3 separate regions of the Mus musculus genome follow, and regions 2 and 3 are each linked to region 1. Evidence: chromatin contacts called from public promoter capture Hi-C data. All regions are on one chromosome and are shown on one strand. Each heading gives the region's core, a stretch centred on a gene start, on an enhancer-like site or on the middle of the called end of the contact. The rest is flanking DNA. Distances are from core to core; before and after follow the strand shown.

Evidence for each region. Promoter capture Hi-C pulls out the DNA fragments that hold promoters and counts their contacts.
Region 2: a promoter capture Hi-C map of embryonic stem cells shows a contact between it and region 1, with 6 times the contacts expected there. The contact joins the promoter of Spata31d1c here to the promoter of Cdk20 in region 1. A contact is called at or near these places in 23 of 39 promoter capture datasets (the 3T3-L1 cell line, 3T3-L1-derived adipocytes, the C10 cell line and 13 more), 2 of 15 datasets of contacts at CTCF or cohesin (embryonic stem cells and stem cell-derived epiblast-like cells), 6 of 484 Hi-C or Micro-C datasets (differentiating embryonic stem cells and embryonic stem cells), 2 of 115 datasets of contacts at active chromatin or transcription factors (bone marrow-derived dendritic cells and stem cell-derived neural progenitor cells) and 3 of 9 other capture datasets (adipose tissue, embryonic stem cells and liver).
Region 3: a contact with region 1 is called in a promoter capture Hi-C map of the SN4741 cell line, with 7 times the contacts expected there. The contact joins the promoter of Zfp369 here to the promoter of Cdk20 in region 1. A contact is called at or near these places in 19 of 39 promoter capture datasets (the 3T3-L1 cell line, 3T3-L1-derived adipocytes, the SN4741 cell line and 12 more), 1 of 15 datasets of contacts at CTCF or cohesin (the NIH/3T3 cell line), 8 of 484 Hi-C or Micro-C datasets (the C2C12 cell line, CD4 T cells, CD8 T cells and 4 more), 20 of 115 datasets of contacts at active chromatin or transcription factors (astrocytes, bone marrow-derived dendritic cells, bone marrow-derived macrophages and 11 more) and 4 of 9 other capture datasets (adipose tissue, embryonic stem cells, liver and 1 more).

What each region holds. Positions count from the first base shown.
Region 1 is chr13:64,431,271-64,435,756 of GRCm38.p6, forward strand. It overlaps Cdk20 (cyclin-dependent kinase 20), which reads left to right and starts at 1,283. Exons shown (of 8, transcript NM_053180.2): 1 at 1,283-1,400; 2 at 1,707-1,820. The coding sequence starts at 1,326. 1700015C15Rik (a long non-coding RNA gene) reads right to left here and starts at 1,166. Exons shown (of 3, transcript XR_873594.1): 1 at 1,084-1,166; 2 at 1-135.
Region 2 is chr13:65,030,476-65,034,921 of GRCm38.p6, forward strand. Spata31d1c (spermatogenesis associated 31 subfamily D, member 1C) reads left to right here and starts at 2,583. Exons shown (of 4, transcript NM_001083890.2): 1 at 2,583-2,790; 2 at 3,447-3,489; 3 at 4,084-4,144. The coding sequence starts at 2,614.
Region 3 is chr13:65,276,212-65,280,703 of GRCm38.p6, forward strand. It overlaps Zfp369 (zinc finger protein 369), which reads left to right and starts at 2,643. Exons shown (of 8, transcript NM_178364.5): 1 at 2,643-2,776; 2 at 3,050-3,129; 3 at 4,051-4,177. The coding sequence starts at 2,761.

The DNA of each region.
Region 1 (4,486 bases), core at 33-2,532:
GCATCCTTGCCTTCCCACGTTAGTGTAGGTTCTTCTCCCCTCTCTTCTGTCTTGATTTCTCCACAGCTTTACCATGTTAGCAGGTAACCTTGTCCATACTGGCTTCGTACTTGAGATTCTCTTCGTCTTGGCCTGCTGGATACAAGAGTTATAGTCAGAACAACTGTATCAGGTTTATCATCTACGTTCCTGATAGTAATCATCCTAAAGGGTGTAAGATATCTTATTGTGGTTTGATTTCATTTTTCCTAATTAGTAGGGGTGCTGGTCGTCATCTCATATACTTGTGGACACCTCTCTCTATTTTGAGATAAGGTCTCTTATTAAGCAGGATGCATCGCACTGTGTAGATTAATAAGACCCTGTCAAGTACTGGGACGGCAGATGTGATTTAGAGCAACCAACATAGGTGGTACAGGGAGTCGAACCAAAGGCTTTTGTTCACTCTAGGCAAGCACCTCACCAAAGGAGCTTTATCGTCAGTGCTAGTAAGCTTTTTAAAAAAGGTACTTGGATTCATGATGCCCTTTGGGGACCAAAGACCCAAGTGATTCTCCATGTGATGGTTTGTATATGCTTGGGCTAGGAAGTGGCACTATTAGCAGGTGTGGTCTTATTAGAGTAGGTGTATCACTGTGGAAGTGGGTTTTAATACTCTTGCTGTCTGGAAGCGAGTCTTCTCCGAGCAGCCTGCAGTTGAATATGCTCCTCCTGCAACATACCTGCCTGGATGCTCCATGCTCCCTCCTTTGATAACAAAGGATGAATTTTTGAACATGTAAGCCAGTCCCAATTAAATGCTGTCCTTATAAGAGTTACTTTGGTCATGGTGTCTGTTCACAGCAGTAAAATCCTAACTAAGACACTCCACGACTCAGCTCTGTGCTTGTCTGCAACAATGATTTGCGTCAGTTACAAAGAGGCCTAAATGTAGAGAGCGGCTGAGTGAGTGCCTGCCACCTGATACTCTTGCTGGTTTCTGGAAGTCTTCCACCAGATCCACCTCCCTACCAGAGGCTCCGCCTCTGGGCGAATGAACACACCCTTTACATGCGTAGCCCTGCCCCTCTCAGCCCCACGCACCAGCGTTTCTTGTCACGTGGTGCTATGGCCACGTCCTGGAGCGTTAGATTACGATAGAGTGACTGCCGAAGGCTGCGGAAAGGTGCTGCCTAGAGGGGATGCAGATTCCTGACTGAGCTCAGCACTGGTCTTTCCGGTCACGTGCTTTACGGAGCAGCTGCTAGACGCGTTATTGCTAGGCAACGCTTGCAGGAGCCTATGCTGGATCCCTGTAGAGTAGGATCTGGGCACCGCGGGCCGACATGGACCAGTATTGCATCCTCGGTCGCATCGGGGAGGGCGCCCACGGCATCGTCTTCAAAGCCAAGCACGTAGAGGTGAGACCATGCCGCACGTGCAGTCCGAGGGATGCCCACTGCGCTCCCTCTGCAGTCTTTCCGTGTAGAGATCTGCTAGCGCGCGCGGGCGCGCCTCAGAGGTCTCTTTAGGATACTTGGCGGGGTCCCATCTGTGGCGATCCCGCTTCCAGCGGCCGGACTGCGGGAGCGCGACCCCTGGCGGTCGGTTCAGATCTTCCCGACTTAGGGGCGGGTCTCTGTGGGGTGTCTCGCTCCTGGGGTGTTCTCTCCCTGCCCCTACCTTGCCAAAGGTCTCTGGCAGTGTCGGCACTCTTTCCTGCACAGACTGGCGAGATCGTTGCCCTCAAGAAGGTGGCCTTGCGGCGGCTGGAGGATGGTATTCCTAACCAGGCCCTCAGAGAAATCAAGGCTCTGCAGGAGATAGAGGACAGTCAATATGTGAGTGGGGCTGGGCTCAGGTGGTCATGCAGGGCTCGGGTGAACAAGACCGGTGGCAGGTTCCAAGACAGCAGCTTCTCGACCACTTTCATTCATTTCCATCCCTCTCTACTCACCAGTATACACTTTAAAGGAGTCCTTTCTAATCCCCATTCTGCCCCCTCCTGCTTACTCCTTATTTATGCTCCCAGATCCACTCTCACCTGAGTACTTAACCCTCCCATTCTCTCTCATTTACACACCCATTGCTCATATGTTTATGCATCCCCCCCCCTTTAACTATTGTGTGTGTTTCTTTTTGTTTTCTCCTTTCCTTCCTATACCTGCTCTCCCACCTTCCTTATGCTAGACAGGTGCTGGGCCATTAAATTATGCCCCTAACCATGCTGACTTCTCAGCAGTTTGCACCCGTTGAGCCCCTACTTTGTTCTGAAGGATATCTTAAAGACTTTCATGTGTGGTCACCCTCCGTTCACCCTGCTTTTCTCTCTTTCTTTCTTCCTTTCTTCCTTCCTTTCTCTTTCTCTCTCTTTCTCTCTCTCTCCCTCTTTCTTTCTTTCTTTCTTTCTTTCTTTCTTTCTTTCTTTCTTTCTTTCTTTCTTTCTTTCTTTCTTTCTTTCTTTCTTTCTTTCTTTCTTTCTCTTCAGGGTCTTTGTTAAGCACAGGGGAATGCTTGGCTTTTATCATCAGCTCATGGGTCTGCAGCTGAGTGACACTGCCAGAATGCCCCTGGGGCCTCCTAAAAATTCTGGCCTGTACACAGCACTAGTGACACTGAGGAATTGGTCTCAGTCTGATTCCTGAGAGCTTATGTGTGATGGAATCAGTTTGTGTGCTCCTGTATTGTGAAGTGTAGTGGTGTGTGCCTCAAAATTTACTGCAGATGAGATATGTGTTCATACCTCATCTTTATAACATGAGATATGTGTTTATATATGTGTACTGTGTGTAACATGTGTACTGTCTGAATGTAGGTGTGTATTTTTATTTGTTCCAATGCTGGTTTACTGCCAAAATAAAACCTTCACTAAGGTGGTTCCTTTTTGTTGTTGTTGAAAATAAAAGGGCTTTCCAGGCAGCTTATGTGTGGGACAGGTGGTTCAAGACCCATAAGGATGCTGATGATTGACAGCCGTCCTGACGTTGCCATTTTACCTGGTTAATTAATTTATATTTAACTTTATGCGTAGGAACATTTTGCATGTGTTTATGTGTGTGTACTGTGTGTGTGCCTTGTGCCCATTGAGGCCAGAAGAGGGCATCATATTCCCTGGAACTGGAGACGGATGGTTGTGAGCCACTATGTGGATGCTGGGAACCAAATCTGGGTCCTCTCCAGGAGCGTCAAGTACTCTTAACCATTGAACTGTCTCTCTAGTCCCAAGTTTTCATTAAAAAAAAAACAAAAACAAAACCAAACAAAAACCAAAAAACTAGGGGATGGGGAAATGGCTTGGTGGGAACTGTTAATCCAGGTGAATGTCAGGTGGGTGCGATACTCCACCTGTGAGTCCAGTACTTATAAGGTACTGGACAGGAGACCCCTGGAGCAAGCTGGTTAGTCAGATTAGTGTATTGGGAAGGCTCTGAATTCAATAGGAATACATTGCCTCGACACATAATGTAGAGAGCAATTAAAGAGAAGACTCAGGGCTGACCAGATGGCTCAGTGGTTAAGAGCACCAACTGCTCTTCCGAAGGTCCCGAGTTCAAATCCCAGCAACCACATGGTGGCTCACAACCATCCATAACGAAATCTGATGCCCTCTTCTGGAGTATCTGAGGACAGCTACAATGTACTTACATATAATAAATAAATAAATCTTTAAAAAAAAGGAGAGAAGACCCATGACTTCAGCCATGGGTACATCCAAACACACAGATGCATGCAAAAAACATGGAGTAGATTTGTCCCCAGTCTTTCTATCTTCTTCACTAGCTACCTCTTCTTAGGCATCCCTTCAGGAACTAGCATCCATATAGGTTGCAGGAGCACGGGACAGAATAGACATGTTCATCCCCTAAAGGATGTACTACTATTCAGCTGGACTTTGTGGTTCACACCTGTAATCCCAGCACTTAGGGAGTGGAGGCAGAAGGATGCAGAGTATTAGGTCATCTTCTTCTACATGGTGAGTTCAAGTCCTTTCCAAAAAGACACTTACTTCTTGTCCCTCTAGCCATCTCTGCTAGTCTTTGGCCCTTGTACTTTTTTGTTTCTGTTTTCCATGCTCAGACCTCCTCCCCAGACCTACCTCTGACCAAACTCCTTCTTTTTTTTTTTTTTTTTTTTTTTTTTTTTTTTTTTTTTAGTTTTTTGAGACAGGGTTTCTCTGCATAGCTCTGGCTGTCCTGGAACTCAGTCTGTAGACCAGGCTGGCCTTGAACTCAGAAATCCGCCTGCCTCTGCCTCCCAAGTGCTGGGATTAAAGGCATGCGCCACCAACTGCCCGGTGACCAAACCCCTTCTAAATAAAGTATACACACTTCCTTTGCTCTCTCACAGTCCCACCGCCTTCTAGTCCTATACCTTCCATTTATTCCCTGTTTTCTAAGCTCCTCAAGTCCTTGCATCCTAGCTCACTGCCCTGTGCAACCTGGGCCTTAAGATATCGGCAACTATGGTGTCTGATGTGCCTTCATTGTTCCAACACTGGGGGAGATGC
Region 2 (4,446 bases), core at 1,333-3,832, 600 kb after region 1:
GCGGTTCCTCAGAAAATTGGACATAGTACTACCGGAGGATCCCGCAATACCTCTCCTGGGCATATATCCAGAAGATGTCCCAAAGGGTAAGAAGGACACATGCTCCACTATGTTCATAGCAGCCTTATTTATAATAGCCAGAAGCTGGAAAGAACCCAGATGCCCCTCAACAGAGGAATGGATACAAAAAATGTGGTACAATTACACAATGGAGTACTACTCAGCTATTAAAAAGAATGAATTTGTGAAATTCCTAGGCAAATGGTTGGACCTGGAGGGCATCATCCTGAGTGAGGTAACACAATCACAAAAGAACTCAAATGATATGTACCCACTGATAAGTGGATATTAGCCCAGAAACTTAGTATAGCGAGATATAAGGTACAATTTGCAAAACACATGAAACTGAAGAAGAACGAAGACCAAAGTGTGGACACTTTGCCCCTTCTTAGAATTGGAAACAATCACCCATGGAAGGAGTTACAGAGACAAAGTTTGGAGCTGAGACAAAAGGAAGGACCATCTAGAGACTGCCATATCCAGGGATCCATCCCATAATTAGCCTCCAAACAATGACACCATTGCATACACTAGCAAGCGTTTGTTGCAAGGACCGTGATATAGCTGTCTCTTGTGAGACTAGGCCGGGGCCTAGCAAACACAGAAGTGGATGCTCACAGTCAACTATTAGATGGATCACAGGGCCCCCAATGGAGGAGCTAGAGAAAGTATCCAAGGAGCTAAAGAGATCTTCAACCCTGTAGTTGCAACATTATGAACTAACCAGTACCCCTGAGCTCTTGACTCTAGCTGCATATGTATCAAAAGATGGCCTAGTCGGCCATCACTGGAAAGAGAGGCCCATTGGACAGGCAAACTTTATATGCCCCAGTACAGGGGAACACCAGGGCCAATAAACGGGAATGAGTGTGTAGGGGGTTGGCGGGGGGAGGGTGTGGGGGACTTTTGGGATAGCATTGGAAATGTGATTGAGGAAAATACGTAATTAAAAAAAAAAGAAAGACAGAAATAGGATAAGAAATTGTCCTCAAAAACTGCCATGAGATGGGCTGGAGAGATGGCTCAGTGGTTAAGAGCACTGACTGCTCTTCTGAAGGTCCTGAGTTCAATTCCCAGCAACAACATGGTGGCTCACAACCATCCGTAATGAGATCTGATGCCCTCTTCTGGAGTTTCTGAAGACAGCTACATTGTACTTACATATATAATAAATAAATCTTTAAAAAAAAAAAACTGCCATGAGAGCAGGGAATGGTGGCACAGCACACCTGTGAGGATCAGGAGTTCAAGTTCATTCTTAGCTACAGTGGGGACATCCTTTGTCACATGAGTCCCTACCAATCAGCTAACCAACCAAAACCGAAACCAAAGTAAACATCTGCTGACGACCTGAGTGTGGTGGTGTATATCTATAACTCCAGCCCTTGAAAACCTGAGACAAAAGAATTGCTTACAAGGTCGAGGACAGCCTGGGCTATATGGTGAGACCTAGTTTAGCTTGGACTATAAAGTGAGAGTTGTGTTAAACAAAACATAAATGCCACTTGATGTTCACAAAGCTAAGGGTTAGAGACAGGCAGCAGATACAGATGTATACATACCACTATTTCCAGGTAGGAAAAAGCTACCTGGAAATTTGGTGAAGGATGGATGTTCAGAGTTCAGAGGATGGTTGTTGAGGGGGGAAAATTGAAAAGAAGTTTAGTTATCTGTGAAATCTTGGTCTACCCAAAGCTTCAATCACTCCAGAAAAGTAAATGGAATATCCCACTAGCCCAAGAGGTTTGAAGTTTGTATACACATCTTTTAGTTATGTTAGTTTTGTAATTCAGCCTGTCCTTCTGACTGAAGCAAAGTTTGCTATGGTATATTCACAAAAGTAAATGTATGAGGAAATACTTTTGTTGTATAGCTGGATTCGGAAAAAGAGCCATTCTGTAGAGAAGAAATATTATATTTGAGCAGTGGTTCTCAACCTTCCTAATGCTGTGACCCTTTGATACAGTTCTTGTGGTGACTCCCAACCATAAGATTATTTCATTTCTATTTCTATAACTGTACTTTTGCTACTGTTATTAATCACAATATAAATATCTGACATACAGAATATCTTGATATGTGACCCCTGTGAAAGGGCAATTTGATATCCAAGGGGGTCACAACCCTCAACTTTGAGACTGCTGTGTTAGAGGGAGGACATTTGTGCTGCTGAGACTAAATATCTGGCCCAAAGCTAAACTTCAAGGCATCCTTTTGGACACTCTAGTCTGGAGAACTGAATGACTCCAATTCAAGAGCTGCAAACACTAAAGGGGAATGGGTTGGCATCCAGATTACAGAGGTAACAAGAAAGTTCCCTGAGGAACATAAAGTGAAGTAAGGAAGGAGGGGTGGAAACAGAGCAGCAGTCTCAAGCAGAAGTCAGTGAAGGAGCTTGGAGGAGGGGGAGGGAGGATCTGAGGGCTCACCCTTCTCTCTGTCCTCACAAACCCTCTATGACTCTCCCTTGCTCTGTGATGCAGACCTAGGCCTACAGTGAGGCCCATGCAATCTCAGAACTCATATACCTCAGGCATCCATGAGACTCAGTGTATGGAGAACATCCTCTCTTTTCTAAATAGATCATGGTTAGGCTTTGGATCAGCATTCTTGGATATTGGCTCCAATTACATCTTTCTGAGTGGAGTTTGGTCTATTCTTCTATACCTGTGGTATTTGATACTGAAACAATTCTTCCCACCACCTTGGAAAAGTCAGGACATCAAAAAGGTGAGGATGTATGATGAACCCCCAAGAGATATTTTTTATTGATGTACTACAGAACTCAATGAGTACTGGATTTAGTACTGGATGAGCCTGTCTGTCTCAGAAACATGACTGATATGGGACACTGGGGAGAGAAAAAAACATTGCTGTCCTAGGGCATGAGTCCTGGCATGGGAGGAATACAGAGAGGACTAAAGTTTTCACTTAAATATTCAAAGGAGAATAGCTTCTCCTGCTGAACACCTGAATGAGAATCCCAGGCTTATTTCTCACCCTGCATGTAGATTTACCCAACAATCAGCCAGGTTGAGCTGGTCAGGAAAGCAGTGCTGACTTCTTGAAGGCTCTGAGAAGAACCTGAAACTCAAGCTTTGTCCCACTGGACAATCCTGTCTCCAGAAAAGCACAGATGTTGCTGCTGGCCTCAACTTTCTAACTGATAACTCCAAGTATAGCTCTTACAGACAAAATTCTCCTTTAATTTCCCAAAGAAGGAAAAAGAAAACATCAGGTCACCTCCAAAAGTTAATTTAAGAAAGAACTAAATTTCATTAACTGAACAAATGTCATAATAATCTTGGTTTATGAAATCTGGGTTTCTTCAGAAAATAAACATGAGGGAAAATTCTAACACCTTGTTCATTTCTCTATGTCCACAGTACCAGGGCTCAGCTAACAAAGAAAGGAGGAAGTCACTTAAAGGTAGGTATCTATCTGCTGGATCTCCTCTTCCCAGTTTACCATCCTGTCATTTCCATAAGGTCTTAGGTCTATGATCTGAGGATGTAAAGTTGCCAGATAATTAACTGACAAGAAATAGTTCTCAAAGGAGAGACTCACTGGAAGGCAGCGTGATAAACATACCAGAGTCAGTTCCCTCTCTGCACTCCTGTGGACATGAAGCTGACATGCACTATCAGGAGAGTGTGTTCCATGTATACAGTGAGCACTGGATAAGTCCAGGGAGCACTACGTGTTTGTTTGGTTGTTTGGTTGGCTGGTTGTTTTAGAGCCACACATTCCTGCCTTCTGGTATGATACACATGCTTAACATGTAGGTGCCCATACACCTCTGAGGAAACTAAGGCCTGTGTGCTTTATATGGTGTTTTAAGTATCATCACATGGGACAATGTAGATAAAGATTTTTTTGTATAAAGACACATAACATGTGAGCCATCTTAGTGACAATTTGACCTTGTCTGTTTACTTTAATAGCCCAAGTATTTTCCTTAAAGTGACTCCTGTTTGATATTTCCACCTTTCTTACCTACAACTAATACTTCTGCTTTCCCAGGTTGTAGAATTACCCAGAGAAAGTCACAGGAACAGAGAGAGCTGCTGTCTGTTGTGCAAAGGTATTATTCTCCTTTTTTCCTGGGCCTCCTTTTCTTATGATCAAAACATCACAGAGACTCAGCACAGCTTGCTCTTGTCATGGGAAGGGTATCAAAAGAGACAAGTACACAGATGAAAAGCATGGAGAGAGGTTATAGCCTCTCTGGAAGCCATGGGTGTCATAAAATGAATACACACACACACACACACACACACACACACACACACACACACACACAGGCTTTGGGTATCTCCATCACAGCAAGGCAGGCAGGCCCTTTTCAATTCTGGTCTTTACAACAGAATTGAAAATTCTATCTCC
Region 3 (4,492 bases), core at 1,393-3,892, 850 kb after region 1:
AGATTCTAAGGAGGGCTAACGATTTAGCTCAGTCATCGGTGTTTGCCTAATATGCCACAAAGCTCTGAGTTCCGATACCAGCACCACAGAAAGATGAGCACCGTGGCCCACATCTGTACTCCTTGCTCTAGGAAGGTGCAAGCAAGAAGATTAGGAATTCAAGGTTAACCTTAACTACAAAGTTCAAGGACAGTCTGGGATATATGTGATCCAGGATGAAATGGAATGAATGAATGAATGAAAAATTCCAAGGAAGTATTATCATAGTAAAAGTGGCATAATAATCTGAGTCAATACCAAATATAAAAATTAATTGCAGAAAAAATTAACAGGGCTAGAGAGATGGCTCAGCAGTTAAGAGCACTGACTCTTCTTCCTGATGTCCCGAGTTCAATTCCCAGCAACCACATGGTGGCTCACAACCATCTGTAATGAGATCTGACGCCCTCTTCTGATGCATCGGAAGATAGCTACAGTGTACACATATACATAAAATAAAATTTAAAAAAACATTAAGAACAATATGTAGTCTATTTTAGCCGTAAGAATAAGAAGCATGACCACAGTTAGACACAGTGTTGCCAACCCTATTTAGAAACCTCAAAGGAATACATAAACCCTGGGTTGAGAAGGATAGGTCGCTAGGCTCTAGGCATCAGTATGTCTGGATCCCAAATAAGACAAGATTACATAAATCAGAACAGAATATAAAGAGACCCTAGGAATAGAATACTAGACAGTATAAGGAACACAACAGAATTCTTTGTTGTTCTGAGCTGTCTAGAGTTACAAACATACCAAATTATGATCAGGGGCAGACTTCAGGTTCCCCCAATCTAATCTGCCAATAGGAACAAACCTAGTCACAGGTTACCTAATAACTGGCATTACCAGAACCCACATCCTCTTGATGTGTATCGTACAAATGAATCCCTGTGTGTGATCAAGCCAGCTCAGTCAGTCAACAGGGTCTCAAGGGAGGGAGTGAGGATTGAAAAGAAAAAGACAATTAGACTTAATACCACTCAAACCTGTGCAGAGGCTGAAGTGGGTTTATTTTTCTCCAGTCTGTTTTTATGCCATTCTAAGTACATGCAGAGAATAAGGTCAGTTTTCAGTCAAGGAACAAACAAGGCAATAAACAAGGTCCCGTGGTATTCAGGGACTTACAAGATGATCAAGATCTTGAGCCTACTTTCTTGTCCTAGCCCAAAGTCAAATTCTTGCCTGAGCCTACTTCTGTGTTCTAGTCTAATGTCAAATTTCTGCCAAATTCCTAGAAGCTGCCCTAAGAGCTCTCCATATGCATGGATATTTACAGTTAGCCTCCCTGGGACTGAGGGTAATTTTAATTCTCCTCATACATCTCTGATCCTCCGTGTCCCTTTGTAACTGGTCTTTGCTACTTTGTCGGTTCTCTTTTTCCTCCCATTATTATCCTTACCCCCCTTTCTACCCCCTAACACTAGACAGGAAAGGAACAAGAGTAGAGGGGAGAGAGTGATTAGGAAGATCCCCGAATCTGATTTCTTTTCTCTTGCTTCTCCTTTGGCCTCAGCTACTAACAAACTACAACCAACCTCCTCCCTATACAACCAACAACTGGCCCACCCCAGCCCCCAGCCTATCGGGCTCTAACATTTATATACCCTCTGAAAAGTTCCCAGAGTTCCAAATATAACACAATTACCAAAACTCTGCTGCAGACAGAACCGCGATTCTGCTAGAGCACAAGGCAAATAAATCATGGTCAGTTGCTTCAGGCAGTCGGAAGCAGCCCTACGTCCCTATACCCGGAATCAAAATAAAAGCACCTTCTTATAATATTTGGTTTTTTTTTTTTTCAAGAAACCAAAATTCTAGAATTTTCACTACATCCCTTCCTCTGCTGGGGAAAACTGGAGAGGACATTTAGTGTAGCCTACCATATCCTTCAAGTCCACCAGGTCTCCACACTTACCACCTAAACGTTGTAAGACCATACAACCCTGCCTAAACCATACAACCCTGCTCACTCTACAGATCTGGACGCAAACGCCTGTCCTCTCATAGAAACGAGTAAAATTTTAATTCCAATGCCTAATGGCTTTCTGTTTCTACGGTTTAGTCCTTTCTTCCTCTCCCTTTAAGGACACCGCTGAAACTACAGCACGATTGCATTCTTTTCTCCTTCCCCTAAGGAAACTCGGTTAAATGACTTTGTCTTCTCTTGCCTTCGACCCACAGCCAGTCCCCATCCGGGTCCCTCCCCTCTACACTAGTCGAGCTGTGTATTCTGTGTGTCCCCTCCTTCCGCCCTCCTTCCGCCCTCCTTACTCTGCTACAAGGCGAGCATCCCCCAGCCGATCTAACACCAGCACTTCTTCCGGTTTGTCCAAGTTCATTTGCTCCTGTTAGTGGGTTCGACTCCCTCCTAGTCTCGGTCTCTGTCCACGGAGATGCTTAGCATCTTAGTAGCCTCCTTCAAAGGCTTCATCCTAGTTCTTTAGCAGCCAGTAGCAGACGCTTACGGACTTCGGCTTAGCCTGCCAACAGGAAGGACGCCAACAGATTGCCGCCGCTCGACGTCCGCGGGGGCGCCTGGGAGTTGTAGTCCGGACCAGCGAGCCGACTCAGGGGCTAGACCGACAGGCAAGAGCCATTGTGTTTATCGCAAGCACTCGTAACGCTGCGTGAAAGCCCGTCGGGGACAACTCCTATCTTCTGTTTCATTTGCAGCCTCCGGAGTCCAGTGTCGGCTTCGTTAGTGGCTCCACTTCTATGGACCCCGGAGAAGGTGTGTAGTCGTGGGTCCGGATCCTGAGGAGGCATCCCGTTCTAGATGGGGAACACGGTTTAAGAAAACCGACCGCATTCTGGATTGGAGGACATCAACCATCCCCTCTCGGTTAGAGGGGAACCTGTTTTGTAAGCTTATGGGAGTCGGGGAGAGGACTCACTGGGCACTTGGCAATTTTGGGGCGGACTGGTTATGTCCTGCAGAGGTCGGAATATGGGCAGAAGTGGGGGAGCCACTGGGCACATTCCTTAGTGCCTCTTCCACCTTCAGGACGATCAGCATTCTGCCTCCTACCGCTAGAGAACACTGAGGACAGTATGGCTTCCACGCTTCCAACAACCTGGCCCCATGTGAGTAAAGGCTTCTTTTCAGCTTTTGTGACGGCTCAGGGGCCGGCTAGTGGTGAGATGTTTGCTCTCAAATACCCTAGAGTTACGGGAGGAGTTGAAGGACTGCCCAAGAGGGGGGTTAGAATAGAAGAAACAAACAAACCGATTTCTGAACTGGAACTGGCAAGCCAGATTGAGGCAAGCCAGATTGAAGCTTTTCAATTCAAAAACAAAAAATGTTTCTATTACATTTATTTTGTGTGTGGGTATGCACATGTGTGCTATTGCCTGCTTGTGGGCACCTTTCCGGATTGCTACCCTTCTTTCAACATGAGTCCTGGAGATCAATCAAACTCAGGCTTGGTAGCCTTTACCCACTGAGCCATCTCACCAGTCCTTTTCAACTTTTTTTTTTTTTTTTTTTAAAGCTGGGGATCTGGCCAGGCTTTGGTGGCACAAGCCTTTAATCCCAGCACTTGGGAGGCAGAGGCAGGCCCGATTTCTGAGTTTGAGGCCAGCCTGGTCTACAGAGTGAGTTCCAGGACAGCCAGGGCTATACAGAGAAACCCTATCTCGACAGAACAACAACAACAACAACAAAAGCTGGGGATCTGGTTGAGAGAAACTGACAGGTGTTAGAAGATAAGAGGCTCATGTTTAGTTTTCAGCAGCTACTTTAAAGAAGTGATAATTCAAAAACAAGAAAAGAGGTATAGATGGGAGCCAACAGTCCTATCCCCTGGTTAGTGAGAAATGAACAGGTTTTCATAGACCACAGTCTCACTTGTCCCCTGATTAGTGTCAGACCGATTTGCTCAAGGATTCAGACAAAGGAACATGAGATAAGTAAAATGTAGCTGGGTCATCTTGCTCAGCCTTTCTATTTTTCTGACACCATGGAAGAGGAAAACCTGCGGCTGAACTGCATCTTATGGCTTTTAGGAATCTGTGAAGTTTGAAGATGTATCACTGAGATTTACCGAGGAAGAGTGGGCACTGCTAGATCGCCAACAGAAGTGCCTGTACAGGGAAATCATGATGGAGAACCTCAATAACATGATTTCAGTAGGTAAGCCAGGCTCCACTTTAATAAACACTTGTTTGGGTGGGTGCAGCACGCTTTTAATTCCAGGACTTCAGAGGTGGAGGAGGATTAGAAGTTCAATGCCAGGCTTGACTCTACCTGCCCCCACCCAACTCTGACATTTTCTTTTTTTTTTAAATTTTTTATTAGATATTTTCTTCATTTACCCCTGTACCCTCCCCTCACCCTGCTCCCCTACCCACTCACTCCCACTTCTTGGCCATGGGATTCTCCTGTACTGAGGCATAAAAAGTTTGCAAGACAAAGGGGCCTCTCTTCCCAATGATGGCCAACTAGCCC